4 separate regions of the Mus musculus genome follow, and all the other regions are linked to region 4. A link is a contact called in public HiChIP or PLAC-seq data. All regions are on one chromosome and are shown on one strand. The core of a region is the stretch at or near the end of the contact, and the rest is flanking DNA. Distances in the headings are between cores, read along the strand shown.

Evidence for each region. HiChIP or PLAC-seq counts read pairs in DNA pulled down with a chosen protein or histone mark.
Region 1: a FOXA1 HiChIP or PLAC-seq map of pancreatic cancer cells shows a contact between it and region 4. The contact joins two enhancer-like sites. A contact is called at or near these places in 2 of 39 promoter capture datasets (the 3T3-L1 cell line and embryonic stem cells), 1 of 15 datasets of contacts at CTCF or cohesin (large pre-B cells), 22 of 484 Hi-C or Micro-C datasets (the AML12 cell line, B cells, the Ba/F3 cell line and 15 more) and 3 of 115 datasets of contacts at active chromatin or transcription factors (cardiomyocytes, memory CD8 T cells and pancreatic cancer cells).
Region 2: an HNF4G HiChIP or PLAC-seq map of pancreatic cancer cells shows a contact between it and region 4. The contact joins two enhancer-like sites. A contact is called at or near these places in 1 of 39 promoter capture datasets (liver), 1 of 484 Hi-C or Micro-C datasets (cortical neurons) and 2 of 115 datasets of contacts at active chromatin or transcription factors (hepatocytes and pancreatic cancer cells).
Region 3: a FOXA1 HiChIP or PLAC-seq map of pancreatic cancer cells shows a contact between it and region 4. The contact joins two enhancer-like sites. A contact is called at or near these places in 1 of 39 promoter capture datasets (liver), 1 of 484 Hi-C or Micro-C datasets (cortical neurons), 3 of 115 datasets of contacts at active chromatin or transcription factors (acute myeloid leukemia, epiblast stem cells and pancreatic cancer cells) and 1 of 9 other capture datasets (embryonic stem cells).

The regions. Positions count from the first base shown.
Region 1 is chr9:77,670,509-77,674,905 of GRCm38.p6, reverse strand. No RefSeq gene overlaps it. Among named protein-coding and RNA genes, the nearest start is that of Klhl31, 36 kb to the right of the region's middle. Within about 2 kb of position 1,600, at least 12 of the 459 cell types and tissues checked have an H3K27ac peak or open chromatin away from gene starts, as enhancers often do. A contact at or near this core is called in pancreatic cancer cells, where this site is marked.
Region 2 is chr9:77,701,511-77,705,946 of GRCm38.p6, reverse strand. No RefSeq gene overlaps it. Among named protein-coding and RNA genes, the nearest start is that of Gclc, 51 kb to the left of the region's middle. Within about 2 kb of position 1,641, at least 26 of the 459 cell types and tissues checked have an H3K27ac peak or open chromatin away from gene starts, as enhancers often do. A contact at or near this core is called in pancreatic cancer cells, where this site is marked.
Region 3 is chr9:77,723,000-77,727,841 of GRCm38.p6, reverse strand. No RefSeq gene overlaps it. Among named protein-coding and RNA genes, the nearest start is that of Gclc, 29 kb to the left of the region's middle. Within about 2 kb of position 3,486, at least 16 of the 459 cell types and tissues checked have an H3K27ac peak or open chromatin away from gene starts, as enhancers often do. A contact at or near this core is called in liver and pancreatic cancer cells, where this site is marked.
Region 4 is chr9:78,019,332-78,024,236 of GRCm38.p6, reverse strand. Gm39375 (a long non-coding RNA gene) reads right to left here. Exons shown (of 4, transcript XR_870937.1): 4 at 3,534-4,154. Among named protein-coding and RNA genes, the nearest start is that of Gm23609, 7.7 kb to the right of the region's middle. Within about 2 kb of position 1,471, at least 175 of the 459 cell types and tissues checked have an H3K27ac peak or open chromatin away from gene starts, as enhancers often do. A contact at or near this core is called in liver and pancreatic cancer cells, where this site is marked.

The sequences.
Region 1 (4,397 bases), core at 351-2,850, 350 kb after region 4:
GTGTTGGGCAAGACTCTGCTGGCAGGTAGCCCGGGGCTCGAGTCGAGCGGAAGGGACTTGTGCCGGTTTCTTTTAAAAACACAGAAATATTATAAGTTTTAAAATTTTTGCTTTAATCCCACGTTTGGAATACGGGGCTGCTTCAGATAGCAGCTGACTATGATTTACTTCGTTTTCAATCAGGGGTGTGATCTTGCTACCTACAGAGAGTTCTGGGGAATGTGTGACAGATCTTCTGGGGACTCTTCAGAGGGTATTTCAATGCTAGGGCCCCAAGAGGTGGTGGTCTTGCTATTGGTGCATTGTTGGTTGTTGGTCAGTTGCTGTTGATTGCTGTGGGTTGTGGTTTGTTTAAATAGAAGAAATTAGATATCCTGATGGTGAAAATCAAAATTTCCCCAAGGAACTTGAGGCCATTTATCAGCAGGAAGTAATCTAATGATAATGTCACCCCCTTTCCTCTCTGTCCTTTTTCTCTTCTCCTACCTAGTATTAGGGGGTTGAAAGGATGGAAGAAAAGGGCGGAAGAGAAAAGAACCCACAAAGTAGCCAAAAGTCTGGCTACATTCCTGAGTAATTAAGAGCTCAGAGCCAAGGCTGGGAAATTGCTGCAAGCCCCTGTCACTAGAATAATTTCAGAGATCCATTAATAATTACTAGTTCTGGCTTCCAAGAAGTCAGAGAGAGTAGCTAGAAACTGAGCCCGAGCTCTGAGGGCACTGATGCAGCACAGAGCTCTGAAAGCTTCCAGTTCCAGAGTGCAGAGACTTAATACCATAAAATCAGAGTGCCTCTGGCACAAGTCCTTGGAGATGTACTGAAAAGTCCTTGAGTGTCATTAGCACTCATAGTTCAGGGCTTCTAAAACTAACTGGACTATTTTGTATGTTCATGTTTTCTAGCTAAGTAGAGCAGAGTCAATCTCAACCAGTTGGTGACACTAAGAATTCAAGATCTTAATTGCTTAAGATTTGCTCAAAGGCCCAATGTTAGTGACTCCAAGACTAGAAAAATTCATCTTTGAGCCCACAAAGAAGTCAAAATTTCAAGGAGTATACTCCCAGGACACCACGGGAGATATGCACAGGGTAGTTAGCTCATTCCAAAAAAGGAGGAATAGGGAAATTAAATAGATGGATCAAGAGGTTGTGAAACTCAACAGGCAAAATATTAAATCTCAAGCAACTTGTCTGACATGTGGGTCAATCTGTGGAATGATACTTGCTCCCAGATGGAGCCGACACAGTTATTTCCTTGGATATATTTTCCACACTGACTTCAGTTCCTATTCTCAGGACACTGGTTGTGCCAGCCACACCTCTACCTCCCCAGCCTTTCCACTGAAGCTTCAACTACATTGCTTCATTCTTGTGGATCCAGTACGCATCACTCTACGGGGAAAGTGCAGATACTTTAAGCCTGTATCACATGGCCAGGCTCCCAAACTTTTTTTTTTATTTTTGAAAAAAAGAAAAAAAAAACAGTTTGGCAAACTTAGCAACTTAGGTTCGGGGTTCATGGAATATAACAAAGCTTAGTATTGTTTGAACTTCTGAATTTATGGCTGGTGCTCATATGACTCATTATAGAGGCTACTGTGACCTCATAACTCTTGCCTTTCACAAACCTCCGAAAGTAGAGTGTGGTGTGGGCAATGCCCAAGTCTGCTCCCACTGGGAAAACTATGTGGATCTTCCTGCATTGTAACAGCTGTGGCCTGTGCATTGGCAGGTGAATATTGAAGCAGTTCTAGATGAACAGGGTACTCGTGAGCTCCTTGATGAACTGATTCTGCTCTGGACTGTGGTTTGAATGTGAAATGGCTTCCATGGGTTCCTGTGTTTGGACACTTGGTTCTCAGTTGGTGGTGCCATTCTGTGTAGAAAGAATGAATGGCTGTTGGAGATGGGTCACAGGAAGTAGGTCTTTGAAAGTTACAATGTAGCCCTGCTTCTGGCCTGAGATCTCTGTTCCTTGTCTTAGTTAGGGTTTCATGGCCGTGAAGAGACACTGTGACTAAGGCATGTTGACATGTGGGTCAATCTGTTGAAGGATATTTGCTCCCAGATGGAGCCGACATAGTCCTTTCCTTGGATATATTTTTCACACTGCCTTCAGTTTCTACCCTCAGGATACTGGATATTGTTGCCACCTCTATTTTCCTAACCTCTTTTGAAGGCAAACTTTTCATTGGGGCTGGCTTACAGTTTCAGAGGTCCAGTCCATTATCATTATGGTGGGAAGCATGGCAGTGTACAGGCAGGCATGGTGTTGGAGGAGCCAGAGTTCTTCATCTCTATTCAAAGGCAGCCAGGTGGAGACTGTCTTGTCCAGGCAGCCAAGAAGTCAGGGGGAGGCTCTGCTCCACATTGAGCAGAGATTGAGCACTCCACATAGCAGCCCATTACCATCTGTTACCCCAGGCTCAGGAGATCTGATTCTTTTATAAGAATGCTTCAAGCATGCATGTGATAAGAGACATACAAGCAGACAAAATATCCACACACAAAGGAGACCTCAAAGATTGCCTACATAGTGAGACACTTCCTCCAACAAGGCTACACCTATTCCAACAAGGCCACACCTCCTACTACTGCCACTTGCCATGGGCCAAGCATATTCAAACCACCATATTCCTCATCTGCCAAGCTGTGTGGCAAGCTACTGCTGCTATGGATTGAGATGCCTTGTTCTCCCCACTATGATGGGCTTGTAGCCTTCAAAACTGTGAGCCATAATAAGTCCTCCTTCTATTAAGTGTTTCTATCATGTACCTTATCACAGTGACAAAAAGGGTAACACAAAAGTCTTTGGAACAAATCAATAATGCTACACTTTAAAAACTCATTTTTTTGTGTGTGGATATTTTGTCTGCTAGTATGTCTCTTACACATGCATGCTTGAAGCATTCGTATAAAAGAATCAGATCTCCTGAGCCTGGGGTAACAGATGGTAATGGGCTGCTATGTGGAGTCTGGGCATACGACCTGGGTCACCTGGAAGGACAACCAGTGTTTTTAACCACTGAGCCATCTCTTTGGCCCCAGTGTCAAACTTTTGAACCTGTGATGAGTGGGTGATTGTGATGGTTTGAATTAGAATGTCCCTCACAGGCTCATATATTTGAATGCTTAGTCACTGGGGAGTGGTACTATTGGAAAGGGTTAGAAAGATTAGGAGGTGTGACCTTGTCGGAGGATATGTGTCATTGGGGGTGGGCTTTGAGGTTTCAAAAGCCCAAGTGTGGTTCAGTGTCATGCTCTCTTAGTCTGTAAGTCAGGATGTAGCTTTCAGTTACTACTCCAGTACCACCTTTGCCACCATGCTCCCTGCCATGATGATAATGGACTAGGCCTCTGAAACTGTGAGCCAGCCCCCTGTAAATGCTTTCTTTCATAAGAGTTGTCTTAGCCATGGTGTCTCTTCACAGCAATAGAATAGCAACTAATTAACCACAGTGGTGTTGCAGCTAGAGGGGTTTGAATAAGCAATGTCCCCCCATAGGCTCAATTATGTGAACACTTGGTCCCCAGCTGGTGGCACTGTTTGGAGGTGTTTGGAAAGCTTTGATAGCATTAGGTGTGTGACTGAAGGCTGGCTTTCAGAGTCTGTGCTTCACCCTCCATCCATTTTACTCTCTCTGCTTTCTGTGTGTGAACAGAGCTGTGGCCTCTCGGCTTCCTGTTTTGGTTACCTGTTGCCATGCTTCCTCTACCACTACAAGCTTTCTCTCTGGCACTGTAAGCCAAAATAAGCGCTTCCTTTTATAAGACACTTCGGTCATGGTGTTTTACCATAGCAGCAACAACAAAAAATAGCTAACATACTAGGTTCTGTTTTTTCTTTGTTTCTTTTCATCAGTGCTAATCTGTTTTCACCTTCTTTAGTTGCGTCTTTACGTGTGCATTTGAGAAGTTTTCAAATCTTTTAACTCCCCTTCCTTTTGGATCCCTTTAGTAAATGTGACTAAAAGAAGCCAATAATAGCCATGTCACAGAACAGACGCTTACATTCTTGGAATCTCCTGTTTACAGTAAGCTCCATCACTGTTTACAAATTCCTCCCACAACCACTTCCAAGGGTTTTTCCACATTTAGATATTCAGAAATGGCCTCACTATGTGTTAGCTTTACGTTATTATGATAACCTACCATAACTAACTTATAAAGAGAAAAGATTTCCTTTGTGTAACAGTTGGGAAGTTTCAGTACAAGACCATGCAGTCCCATCTGTTCGGGCCTCTGGTAAAGACAACCCACCATGGTGGGTGCTTGTGATGGGACAATTCCTGAAAGAAGCTGAGAGAGAGCTAGTCAGGGCCTTATAACCACCTCTACATACACTACATTGTTGAAACAGAGCTGGAGAGTGAGTCCCTAAGACAGTGGCCTTTGATA
Region 2 (4,436 bases), core at 392-2,891, 320 kb after region 4:
TACTCAGGCACGGTGACAGCTTTTAGTTCCTTTTAAAATAATCTTTCTGTTATTTGATGTAACTCCTAGGAAAAGGGCTTACAACATTGTGCTTCTTTCATAAGCAGCTTCCAGTCACATGTGGGTATTTAGGGGAGCCCCTTCCGATGATGGAGGAGAAACAAGAGGTTAGAAAGACCCCGGCCTTGAGACTGTTTATGAACATGCCAAATAATTATACTTCGAGGGGGTATTGTTTTATGAGACCCAGCAGGTTCATGGGGAGACACTGGCAAGGGACATGAGAGAGCCTTCCTAGAAAAGGAGAAGAGACACATTCTTTCTTGAATGGAGTGGTAATGTAATGAGCACAGAAACCCTCCAGCTCTACATCAGCACATGTGGTATGGATGCTATGGTTTTTTTTTTTCATGTTTATATTGCTGGGATTCACAAAATCGTACCCCATAATGTCATTTTGGCATGCTAGGTTGGAGGAGTGGTCTTAGAGATCATCCCTTGAGTCCCACACCCTTTATCCCAGCTCTCCCACAGGCACAGGAAAGGAGTTACTCTGCATTAAGACCAGACCCATGGAAAATCACAACTGCCTTCCATTCTCATGAAGGAAGATCATAGTCTATCAAAGTGCATCCACACAGGGGTGGACTCTGTCCCAAGATAGCATCTTGCTTTCTGGCTCATTCAGATTCCAGAGAGTCACTTTATAATCTCATCTCTATCTCCAAGCCTCTTCATTCCCTTGATAATCATTTACTATCCTTCTAAATTGCCTCTATTTCCACCAGGTTTTTTTTTTTTTCCTCTATGGAGAAGAGTATACAGGTCTCACTGGGTTAGTGGGGAATCACACTCCTGAGCCTTACTGAGATAGCGAGGAGTCACACTAACATCTGAACCTCATTGGCTCAGTGGAGGCACACTCCCATGACTGCCCCCTGTGCACATCAGCAAACCGCTGTATCACTTCCTCAGATGGCCTCTGGGCTGTCAGTTTATGTCAGTCAACGTTCCGAGGTCCAAGGGATTTCCTTTACCTTTCTACCACCTGAGTAACGAGAAAGGCAATTCAAGTAGCGAAGGAGTGACATCCGGGTGCCCTGTCAAGTGTCACCTGTTTTCTCTCTAGGTTTTCTTTTTCTTTTTAAAGAACTTTTGTTTTGTTTTGCTTATGGCACTGGGAATTGAACCCAGGGCCTAACACTCTAGGCAAGTGTTCTCTCACTGAACTACATCCTGAGCCCTTTTGAGTTTTACACAGGACCTCACTAAGTTGCCCAAGGCTGGCCTTGAGAACAGTCCTAGCCAAGCAGGCCTTGAAATTATGGCCTTCCTGCACCCATCTCCTGGGTAGCTAGGATTACAGGCTTGCCCCATGATGGGTCCAACTTGTAAAAGTTTTCCTGTAAGAATATGTATGGATGCACTATATCAAACCAGTGCTGGGGGCATGGATCATGTATGGTGTTTGGGGTATTAGTAATCACCCTCCACTGACCTTGCTCAGAGCACACACATTTCATTTTTTTGCCTTCATCATGCATTCTCAGCACTATGACTAAGGATATAGCCAGGTATGACTGAGTCAGACAGCACACCTTTCAGGAGCTGATATTAAGCTTTGTCTTTATAGCTCCAATGTCTGAGCTTTAGCCCAATGCAGCTTAGAGTTGTCACAGTGAGTCAGCAAGAGCTTAAATGCTCAGTGTAAACCAGGAACACATTCCTGTCGGAAGGAAATGGGATCGTTCCTGCCGTTCGGCTAGCTCCCTTGGCTTTTACATCTATTTGGAGGACCACCTGATCCACAAGTAACCAGAACAAATGCATTCCCTGGATTGACAATGCTTTCCTAGCAGGCAGTTGGCTATGGCGACAGGTTCTTAATCACTTGCTTTGAGATGATCTAAGGCAATCGTGCGTGTAGAGAGTAATGCTGGCTTCTTTCTTCTTCTTTTGCTGAAGTTTCCTTTACAGTGGGCCAGCAGCTCTCCTCCCTCTGCAGACTCTGGTGCCTGTGGATCCCTCACGACTGCACTTTTACTTCAGTCATGACACTCTTCATGCCATGTAGCTCCTTGGCCGTCCAAACCCTCAAAAACTTACACTACCAAAGAAACGCTTCTCTTAAACTTTCCCGACTTCAATAGTCCTCTTGGGATTTATGTAAACTTTTTATTTGTTCCCAAAGACGTAAGTTCCCCCAAGTGGTGGATACTAGCTAAGTATTGATTGAAGTGACTTATGATGAAAAATGAAATATTTACTTCTGTCAGCTGAGTAAATATTTAATTTGCTTAAGCATGATTATGGGCATTGCCATTTCCTGCTTTCAGGGAAATGTTGTCTGTTCATAACTTGTTCCTCTGGGTTTTCCTTTCCTACCTAGCTCAGATATAGTTTATGAGGTGTATGGAGTTAAATAAGGCAGCATACCTCTACTTAAAATAAGGAAAACAAAACCCAAGTTCCTACAGCCAACACAGAACACTCACCCCTATCTGCCAAAGTTCACAGTGTTTCCTATGGGAAACAACCATCTCAGTGCAACTCTGACACTGTCTAGCTAGAGGTTGGATCTTGAAAGTAAAGTGCTTTTTGAGACTGATCCATTTGTGACACCAAATAACACAGCAGAGTACTATATGTCCTTCTACCATTAGCTATAGACCAGGGCCCCGTCACTATCTCCATGGATTTAATTAATTTGCTAGCAAGGCTCGTAGGACTTATGCTTACTGGCTTATTGTAAATACAGAAGAAGACCCAGACAAAAGTGACACAAAGGACAGGGTACATAGAAAGAGAGTTGGAACTTCTCTGTGCTCTCTGGGCCTACAGGTGCCTTCATAGGTTTAGTACGCATGCATATGTGTGTTTGTGTATGCATGTGTATGTGCACATGTATGCATGTATGTGCTCATGTGTGCATGTGTGTGTGTGTATGTATGTACTCACATCTCAGGTGTCTTCCTCTACCACTCTCTACCTTAATTTTTGGAGGCAGACTCTTTCTTATTAAACCTAGAATTCCCTGTTTGCTTCCAGGAGCTGGCCAGTGGGCTCTGAGCATCCTCCTGCCTCTGTCTTGTTGAGGTGTGCACTACTATGCCTGCCTTTTTATGTAAGGGCCGAGGATCAGAACTCAGGCCCTCCAGCTCCAGCAGCAGGCCCCGCTCACTCAGTCATCTCTATGGCCTCTTTAGATTCTTATTGACCCGGTTGATCAAATCGTCTGCCACTGTAAGAGCTTAGCCTGAAGCGCCTCTCCTTTCCATGGAGGAAGAGGCTAGGGCCTAGAACCAAAAGTTCCAACTCTCTAATCATACTTAAGTCTTTCCAGTACCCACCCTTCCTCATTCTAATCGCATCTAAGAGCCCTTAGCCACCAGCCGTCTTGGCACACAAAAGGACTTTGTCACTCTATAGGTCCCCAAAATATCTAGGAGCTGAATGTCAGGAAACAGGGAGGAAGAATGAGCATATGTGTCATCATAACCACAGACTTCTCACCATAAATCCCAGGTACTCATTGTGGTTTTTTTTTTTCTTTTTCTTTTTTTTTCCAACTTGGCACAAGCTAAGTTGGGAAGAGGTATATTCAACAAAGAAAATTCTTCTATCAGATTAACCTATAGGCAAGACTGTGGGGGCGTTTTCTTGATTATTGATTGATAATTAATAGATGGCTCTGGATTGTATAAGAAAGCAGGTTAAATGTGGAATAAAGAACAAACCAGTAAGCAGTATCTTTTCATGGCCTCTGCTCCAGTTCCTGCCTTCAGGTCCTGCCCTGGCTTGTCTCCATGATAAACTACAAGGTGAGGTTCTATCCCTACACCCCAAGTTGCTTTGGTCTTGGTGTTATGTCGCAGCAATAGAAAGAAAACTAAGACACCTACCAGGCAGAATGCTTACAAAGCAGTGGATGAGGTTACCTAAGAGAGAAGGAGCTGAGAACTTTTGCGGTACCAGACTGCTGGGGTGAGATTACAGGCTCCGTAGGCTAGCAATGTGGTAGCGCCAAGTTCTCTTTGCCTCAGGTTCTCTGTGGGAAAATGGGGATGGCCGTCATACTGTCCTTCTCTGCTGCTACGAAGGATAAATGGCATTGTGTACAGAGCAAGTGCTGTCTAAGCAAAATTTGCTTTGAAGTTTAACACTGACTATGTATTGTGAATCATGATAATGGGTTACAAGGGGTGCATTCTGGAATGTTGGAGTCACACACCGTTATCACAGAGCTTCAGCTACTGAGGCAAAGCAAACTCCCGAAGGGTGGAGGACAGTGAACCTGGATGCTGCTGTAACTCTGCCCACTTCAAAGATGGTGCCATCTGGGGTGAGAGGGTGAGGTGGGGGTGGACTGAGGAACTCTTTAAACCAAAGCTAGCTACAAGGTGAGACAACATGTGTGACCTTGTACTGGCTTCCTG
Region 3 (4,842 bases), core at 2,237-4,736, 300 kb after region 4:
ATGCAATGGTGATCATGGCTCCTGTAGCTGTGACAGGTGAGGTAAGGACTGAGGTCAGTTTTCACTCATTCGAACTTTCCAAACCATCATTTTACAGGATTAGAAGGATCACTTATTCCCAAAACATGAGCACTGAAGAACCTTTGAAACTATATAGTGAAGAATAAAGTTTCAGTGCCTTCTACCAAGCATAATTCATATACCCACTTTTTCCATTAACGTCGTATCAACTGGGATCCTGTTCTCCGAAGCTTTTCAGCTGGTAGCAGCCAGCTGGCTAGCTACTTGTATAATCTATGGTATAAGTGATAATTGTTTGTTGTTTATTCTACATTCTTATGTATTGGTAAACACCAGACTATAGTCAAATTTAATCCTGCACTTATTTGGTTCCTAGCCTTACTTATTTGGGACTCCCCTAAGGACTCCTGTAGCGTCAGAGTAGGTATCCAAAGACCCAGGCATTGACCTCTTTAGCCTTGAGATTCTCTTTGCAAAGAGAAGAATTGAAGGTTTCAGGAACTTCAGCATAGTTAACTTTTCCCCTCTCTTTCCATGCTCACTGTTTTAGCTAGGCTGGTTGGCCAGTGAGCTCTTGGGGTTTACCCATCTCCACCTCACAGTCATGTCTGGCTTTTTACTATGTGGGGGCTGGAAATTCAAACTCAAGTCCACATACTTGTAGAGTAAGTGCTCCTAGCCACCGAGGCATCTCCCTAGCTCCTCTTAAGACTCTTGAAGCTTAATTTATCTGATTTTCTATAACTCATGTTATAAGATTTCTTAAGACTGGCTTAATGTCTAAGAATGGCTAATGTCATTGAAGTGGGGTTTGTTTTTGTTGGTTTTTTTTTTTAACCTGAGGAATTAGATGAACTCATTGTTAGCAATGCGTTGATTTTATTATCTCTTGTCCAAGTTCTAAAGCTGGAGTTAGTGACAGGTAATATTTCTGATAGGAACTGAATCACAAGTCAGCCAATCATCTCAGATTTTACTCTGCTATGCCTGATATAGTATTAGTCAAATTTTGCTTATGAGTGAATATTATTTAGTGACTTTTGGCTCAGCAGCAGATCATTTTCTAAATATAAAAAATGACTGTTGAATTGTACTTACCACTTATTCCTCAGATATCTATTCTGTTTATGTAGTAGCTCTAAGGGATACCTTCTAGTGCAGCGATTCTCAACCTTCCTAATGCTGTGACCCTTTAGTACAGTTCCTTATGTTGTAGTGACCCCCAAAATTATTTCATTGTTACTTTAAAACTGTAATTTTGCTACTGCTATGAGTCGTAATGTAAGTATCTGTGTTCTCTGATGAAAAAGATGATTTGAGGCCCTTGAAGGGGTCGCGACCCACAGGTTGAGAATCCCCATTCTAGGACTTGCTTGTCACAGACAGCTCTTGACTAGGAACCCAGCAGATGTGTTGGTTGTCTCTATGATGTTTTCTATCTGTCACTCTGTGACCCAGTGTCTGTTTCTGTGCTACCATGCCAACCAAATGCTTCTGACTCACACAGAACTCTGTAATGCTGAACTAAATGGGCCCTTTCTAGCTCTGTCCCAGCCTTTCTGCAGGATGGCTCTAGAATGCAAATCCTGGTTGTATGCTTCTCCTGTGGTATAGCTCTTCAATGGCATTTGCCGTGGTGAATTATTCAAATGTACATCAGGGAATGTCCCAGTGTGCTTAACTTTCCAGCTGTTGCTTCTCAATGTTTTCTTTTTACCGTCTAGCCAATTTGATTTCTTTGTTTCTTTGTCAGTAACCATTGGGTTTAATAATGTATTTTTACCAAAGAATATGAAAAATTATGATTACATCATCATGTTATTGCATAAAAGTTAATGAGATGTTTCGCTGTTTTCTTATGAGATCTTTGAAATCCAGTGTATCATTTATATGTTCAGTTGGCTTCAACTTTCACTAGCATATTTAAGTACCAATAACCCTGAGTGGCTTAGTGGTTACACTGAAGCTCTTCCTCCTTCTGAGTTGTTAAATATTAGTCAGGGGCCGGGCGGTGGTGGTGCACGCCTTTAATCCCAACACTTGGAAGACAGAGGTCTACAGAGAGAGTTCCAGGACAGCCAGGGCTATACAGAGAAACCCTGTCTTGTTTTTTGAATAATAATAAAAAAAAGTATTAGTCCGAGAACCCTCCTCTGTCTCCTCCTCAGTACTTCCCCATTTCAAGGAACTCACGCTCCCGAATCTTCTGTTTCTGAAGCAGTACCCCTGTTGAAATGTTGAAACGTTGACCCCATTGCTATTTTTATTTTGTCAGATAGAATTTTCCTTGAAGCTGTTAAGAATAATCAATGTTCTGAAGAACTTAATCTACAAACGCCAGGAAGGCATGGAGCTATGAGAGCAGATGTATGCACAAATTTAAAATATCCATCCAGTTTAAGAACAGCCTAGGCTATAAACCACCCATATCAATAGGAGCTTCTAGTGCTGGATAACTTCTCTATTTCTCACAGCCTAGGGTCTATATCTACTTTGTAGTTTATAACAATCATATAAATAGTACCAAATTTCTTTACCATTATAATTTTAGTTTTGAGTTGCCGATGTTTAGACTCTAAATTTTAATTTCTAATACATCTTTGAAAAATATTTTTTTGCTCTGCAAGAATTTTTCATCTTCCTGTTTACTCAGCGATTTCACTTCCAGTTGTCTAATGTGTACATAATGGTTCTAATTTATAGCCAAATATAATACTTCTTTTCTTTGCTGATGGGAATTGAATACAACCAAGAGATAAGAGATTGAAGAAATATTTGCTTCTTGTAGAAAGTAAGGAGAGTCCTGGAAGTGGTACTCAAAGCAGTGACTCACCAACAAGGATCCTAGGGGTTTTTCTTGGAGGAAACTTCTGTATATTCGCATATAAAGGATTGATTATCACGGGTAGTGGTGGCACCTTCCTGAGCATGCTCAGTTTGAAGTCATTCATTTACTGTTTTATTTTATTTTTTTTTCAAAGACATATTTCTGGAATCTGAGGTCTAGTCAGTTAGCCTCTTCTATACCAGGGGACAGTAGTTAGGAGAAAGGAATTGGTGTTCAAAGCCATCCCAGTGAAGACAGGAGCCTCTCTATCTCTGGGTTGTTGAGTGCTTTAGTTGGAAAACAAGAGGCGGGAAGTCCATGTTCTGGGCAGGTCTTAGCCAGAAACGTGTCTGCTTTTCTCTTCAGCAAGAACTGCACAGTGGACTCTTCTATTTACTATAATTCTACGAAGGGCTTTTTTTTTTTCAGTAAGTAGAATTATGCAGTGGTGGATTGCAAAAGGAAAAGATGCGGAACAAAGGAGTTTCAAGGAAAGCTCCGTTTTACTTCAAGGAAAAGCCAGTGGGGGGAGAATTCAGGATTCCAATTAATGGTTGACTTTTGGACACCCTGAAAGGGCAGGGCAGGTTGACTCAGCCATTCAGATGGTTCCTTTTTCTCCCGAGAGCCTAATCAAACAAAAACAAACTCTGAAGAAATATGATCATTACCAAAGGCAGCGGGTTCCTCCTGCACTCCAAATAGCACAGGTGATTGTCTCGAAAAGTACCTGCTTTTCCACAAACAATTTTGTGGAAGGAAAGATCACAGTTGGAAAGGCTAGATGAGGCTGCATTGGAAATTTATTTATTTCTTTTATGTGGAAAGGTATATAGTTGCTTGTAACAGTTCCCTTTGCCCTAATTCCACCCACTTTTCCCTCAAAAAGTTACTAGAACCAAGAAGACTACTTTTCAAAGTCTACATGTGCAGCTATTACTGGTGGTCCAGACTGAGCAAATGAAGGGTCAGGGGAATTTCTTTTTTTCAAATATTCATTTGTAGTCACACATTTCTAAACATGTAGAAATACACATCTATTTTGGTGTCAGCCAATATGTCTACAAAGGATTGAGGTGCAATTTGAGAGATATGTAGGGCTGGAAGAAAAGTCATATATCTAATGATTGGTGAGTATTAGGGACATAATGATTTATGGTTGGTGAGTATTAGGGACACTTTGGGCTCATCTGGCACCAACAACCATTGTTACTGGAGTCATTAGAGTCAAACCCTTGAACTTATAAGTCCTATTGAGTCACTTAATCACTTGGCCACTGGCTCTCGCTAGGCCAATTCAACAGCAGTAGTGAAAAAGCAACAAAAGATGTATTCAGTGTGGCCACACTGGGGGAGAAGAACAAGGAGTGACCATTGCTGGCCCTAGTCTAGTTTCAGGGACCTAACATGGGGTTTGAGTTTAAAGGGTTGCATATCTAAGCAGTTCTTACCAGGATGTAGCCCATCATTATTATCTGCTCCAGTACCTCCTGTGAGGTGGTCTTATGACGAGTTGTCCGAAATCATTCCCCAAGAAACATGCTCCTGGTTGGTACTAGGGCCCCAGCCTTTTCTTTCTCCTAGCTTGAAACTCGGGGGAATTCCAACCTCTTGGACTCTGCTGTTTCGATAGATAGCCAAAAGGAGGGACCCAATCATCTCTCTGTCACTTTCTCTCTCTCTCTCTCAAGATGTACTGCTTATATTGGATTAATTCTGATGGGAAGACTCACCATAAACATTGTCAATACCATACAATGGGCTGTATGCCCTGTACTGAATAAATAATAAGGACCTGAGCTAAGCACGAATATTCATCAGTCTCTGCTTTCTTAGTGTGGATGTAGCGTGCCCAGCTGCCTTCTGCTCACCAAGCTAGCCTTCCCTACCATTATGGAAGATACTGTGTATCTTTGAACTACAAACCAAATTAAGCCTCTCCCTTACTTGCTTCTTGCTAGGTATTTTGTTAGAGCAATAAGAAAAGTAACTAG
Region 4 (4,905 bases), core at 222-2,721:
CTGTATAGCCCTGGCTGTCCTGGAACTCACTCTGTAGACCAGGCTGGCCTTGAACTCAGATATCCGCCTGCCTCTGCCTCCCAAGTGCTGGGATTAAAGACGTGTGCCACCACGCCCGGCTGAGATGGATTTTTAATATCATAAGCTCAAGTCAAGCTTTCTGAGTAGTGTAATCGCTAACACAATGCTTTTGCCTGCAGGCCTTGTCACCATGTTTGAAACTCCTGCCTCCTGAGAGTGCAGAGGAGGGAGTGAGTGAGTGGGCTGAAGGACAAGGAAGAAAAAGGAGGCAGGGGTCTGGGTAACACAGCTTGTGCACCCACAGAAGCTGCGGGAGCAGAGGTGAGGGGGCCGGAGGCTGAGGCACAGGTCCGAGTCTTAAATTAGTTAGTGAGTTGCGTCACTGGCTCTGAACCTGACCACCATCTTATCATAGAAAGCACCCCAAGAGGCCACCTTGCTCACAACCAAAACAGTCCCCGTTAGCCTCTACCCCAGACCTATGGTGGCCTTACCGCTTCTGATCTCCCTTGTAGTCAAATAAATTATCTCATTTGCTGTCTTTTCTGAAGAATTTTCAAAAAAAAAAAAAACCCACTAACAATGCATTCATTAGTTGTCTGAACCACATTTCAATTATCTCCCAATCATGTGCAGCTAATGTCTATGGCCTTGGTAAATGGAAACATGTTAACACAGAGAACTTGTGAATGAAAAACAGCCTGTCGCGGTGGGAAACATGGTGAGATGGCTTGCTGACAGCGGTGCTTGCTACCAAGGCTGCCACTCTGAGTTTGATTCCCCGAGTCCTACACGTGGAAGGAAGGAGTCAACTAGTGCAAATTGTCTTTTGACCTTTATATGTATACCTACACATGAATAAAAGTTTTTAATGTTAATGGGATTTTTAAAAAAATGTTTTGATAACAGTGAGTGGTGCTCTGGATGGTCTAAACACCCGTGACAGTCCTCAAGGGGTAAGGTGGACATCGGCTCCTAACGTGCACATACGTTCCAGGGTGTGTAACCGCAACCTAGAATGAGGAGGGGAAGTTGAAAAGAACAGAAAACCCTTACTGAGCAGGTAATCTGGACGTGATTTATCGTGGGAGGGAACAACATTGGCGAGTGATGGTTTGGGCAATTAGGAGAAGCTGTAATAGAAAGATTAGCTAAGGGCTGGAGAGATGGCTCAGTGGGTAAGAGTACCCGATTGGTCTTCCGAAGGTCCAGAGTTCAAATCCCAGCAACCACATGGTGGCTCACAACCATCCGTAACAAGATCTGACTCCCTCTTCTGGTGTGTCTGAAGACAGCTACAGTGTATTTACATATAATAATAAATAAATCTTAAAAAAAAAAGAAAGATTACCTAAGGTCCAAGTTAATAAGTCAACTATCCTTTGAATGTCATAGCCATGGCTGGCTGGCGTAAACTCCTGAAAGGGTCACTTTCATTTCCAGATGCCCTGACCTGGACCATCTCTGATCTGGCACACTGGGGACTCATCAGGATATCCAGTGATGTGGTGGGGGTAGAGGGGGCAAGGAGCTGTCAGAAGTTTTCAGAACAGCCCTAGGGCAGAAAAGCTAATCACACCAGGTCGAACATAAAGTTGTAAAGAGAAATAAAAGCATTCTTGATCCTACAGACTGGACTTTGTCTCCCACCCCACCCCATTAGCCAAATGTAAACCTTATTACATCAGAGCGGTCCTCAACCTTATCTGTGGTTTCAGTTCCCTGCTTAAATATGCTCTGAAATTGTTCAGTGGAAAGTTCTGAGCATAACCGATGCCTGTGCTGGAAACTACATTTTATTCTGAGCAGTATGATGAAATCTGTGTCCTGCCCTGCCCTGCATGGGGTATGAATCACTCCTGCTTCCTGTACACCCGGCTGTGTACACTCTGTGCCCATCAGTCAGCTGGCAGCACCGCCACAGCATCACGGTGCCTCTGTCTGGGTCTGGTGTCCACCTCAGCTTCAAGCATCCACTGAGGCCTTAGAGCCTACCCCTGGAGGAGAGTGGTCGGCAGACAGGAGCCCCAGACCTTTAGACAGCAAAATAACTTAGAGTCAGCCTGCAAGTCGATTCAGTGAGCTGTCACAGGTCCTCCGGACACTGTAACAGATGATATCTCTGGATCTTAATGGGCCAGCCAGGAGGGTCGAGGAGGCAGAAGCACAAAGCCAAAGAGTTTGAGAGACAGAAAGAGGCCACTGCAGCTGGAACATGGGAGATTGGCTCTTAATTTTCCCTTCATGCTTGAGTCTCAGCCAAATATCAGCGGGAGAAGACTCCCCCACCACAGAAGCCAAGCACCCCCACCTCCAGCAAGCCACTTTCCTTCACGGTCTGTCTTCACAGCTCACAATACCTAAGGAGGTTCTAGTGTGTGTGTTCATGGAAAGCGCATCCATCCGCCACCGATGGTCTAGGCCAGGAAGGTAGAGTCCAGAGCTTGCTAAAGGTTTGGATGTTACCTAAGATCCATGGAGGCTGCTGACAGGGAAGTGACTGGTTATTCTCGTTAGGATAGAATACAAGAAACTCTGGAGTTTATGGGCCAAGAGGCTTATTTAACACATAGTTCGGGAGGGTGGAAATCCCAGGCTGGTCAGCCACACGTGGCAAGAGCCTCATGTTCTGTTTTAATAGGTGGAAAAACAAGACCCGTGATATAGAGGACAAAGAACGAGGGTCAGCCTGACCTTACAACAACCTGCTGTCATGGTAACTGACTGGCCCAACAGAGGCATTCATTCCCGCATGGGGAGTGGGATGCCAGAGGAGGCTTTTCTTCCTTCGGACTGTTTGCCTGAGCTGTGGGGTGGTCGGGTTGGGGTGTGGAGAGCAGGAGAGAAGGCAGAGCCTGCAGCTGGGAGCAATTGCACTGAGGCGGAACGAAATTCCCTGTATAAGGAAGAAACCACAAGCTTATCTCTTTGGCAAGAAAAGCCTGAGAGATTTCTGCCACACTCGAGGATCAGACTGCTCCTCTCTGAAAATGTGAGGTCACTGGCTTAGACCTGGAGACCAAAGAAGCCCCCAGACAAGGCTGTGGATTTCAGCAGCTGAGCAGCTATGGGGAGAGAGATAGGCCTGAAGGACTTGTGGAAAAGGTGACCCAGCCTGCAGAAGAGTCTACGCAGACCTAAGTTGCTGACAAATGACCTCATCTTGCCAGAGTAGAAGAGTTTGTTTATTTTAATTTTATTTGTAAAATAAATAATAAAGAGTTTTTGCCTGCATGTATGTCTGTGTACCACTTATATGTCCGAGGAGTCACTGAATTCTCTGGAACTGAAGTTTTAAACAGTTGTGAGCCACCATGTGACTTCTGGGAATCAAATCTGGGTCTTCTTGCAAGAGCAGTCAGTGCTTTTAAATGCTGAACTATCTCTCCAACCTGGCATAGAACACTTTAAATAAGGTTTCTTTCCTGTGGCTGGAACAGCAGAGGAGCTATGAGCTCCCAGAGAAGGAAACATTAAGACACAGAAGTATTTTAAGCTTGTTTTTCAAGCCTGCACAAGAGCTACGTTTGGGGAGGAGACTGAGACACCATTGAGGGAATCTAGCTGTTGAAGCTGAAGTGTCCTTTCTCTGGGCCTGTCAGAGAGAAGGCCTGGCCTGCAGGAGCTGCCACTGTCAACCTACCCAAAAGATTAAATATTTAGGGCACTTTGGAGAGAGAAGTTGCCTATGCTTTGAAAAGATAAGTCTAAATCTAGCACCTTAGACCACCCCTACATGCTACCTTCCATGAGAGCCCACATTGATGCCCATGACCTGTGCTGCCACCAAAGGCCATGATCAAGTTCAGAGAACTATGTGGATGCCCGTGGTCTGTGTTCCTGTAGGAGGCCATCTTGATGTCTGTAGTCCATGTTATCATCAAAAGTCAAGTGGATGCCCTTGGTCTGTTCAACCGCCAGGGGCCATGTTGGTGTCCATGGCCTGTGCCCACATCATGATGGTGTTTGTGGTCCGGGCTGTGGCCAAGGAGATGTTGATGTCCTTGTTCTGTGCTATCACCGAAGAGCATGCTGAGGTCCTTGGTCTGTGTTGACACTAGAGGCCATGTGGATGTTCACGATTCGTGCTGTCACCCGATTCCACACAGAAGTCCATGGTCCATGTGCTGCTGCTGATAAAGGACAAAGAGGCTTCTCTTACAGGACTATTGATGTCTGCAGACTCACATTTGAGGAGGAGAGGCATAGACAGCTTCTGAGACAGCCTATCCCACCCCCACTAGCACTCCCATCCTCAGAAAAGAAAGAGTCTAGACAGGAAGCCATTAAAAGCAACTCTTAAAAAATGCTGAAGTGTAGCTCTTCATAGCTGATAGCTTATGATGGGGGTGGGGTGGGGAGGGACTCAGTTTAGTGGAAATTTGACCACGTTCCAGTGAGTATATGGGCAACACAAATGGACTTGGTATTATTTTCTCTCTTCTTTTTTCTTCTGGGAGGAGGTTACAAGGATGGGAGGGTTGTCCTAGGAGGACTGGGAAGTGAGTAGGATTGGGATGCACTAGGTAAAATTCCTAAATAATCAATAAAAATATTTGTCGGGGAGCAAAAGAACCATACAAGATCCTCCCCACTAGATATTTTGGAGGCATATACCCGATGCCTACATGAGTTAACCTATTATGCTGTAGAGTATTAAAAGTTATCCTTCCAAAAATAAGAACAAAGAAAAAAGATTAGTCAGGCTGGAGAGATGGCTCAGCAGTTATGAGCACTGACTGCTCTTCTAGAGGTCCTGAGCTCAATTCCCAGCAACCACATGGTGGCTCACAACCATCTGTAATGGAATCTGATGCCCTCTTCTGGTGTGTCTGAAGATAGCTATAGTGGTACTCATATCCAAAAATAAATAAATAATTCTTT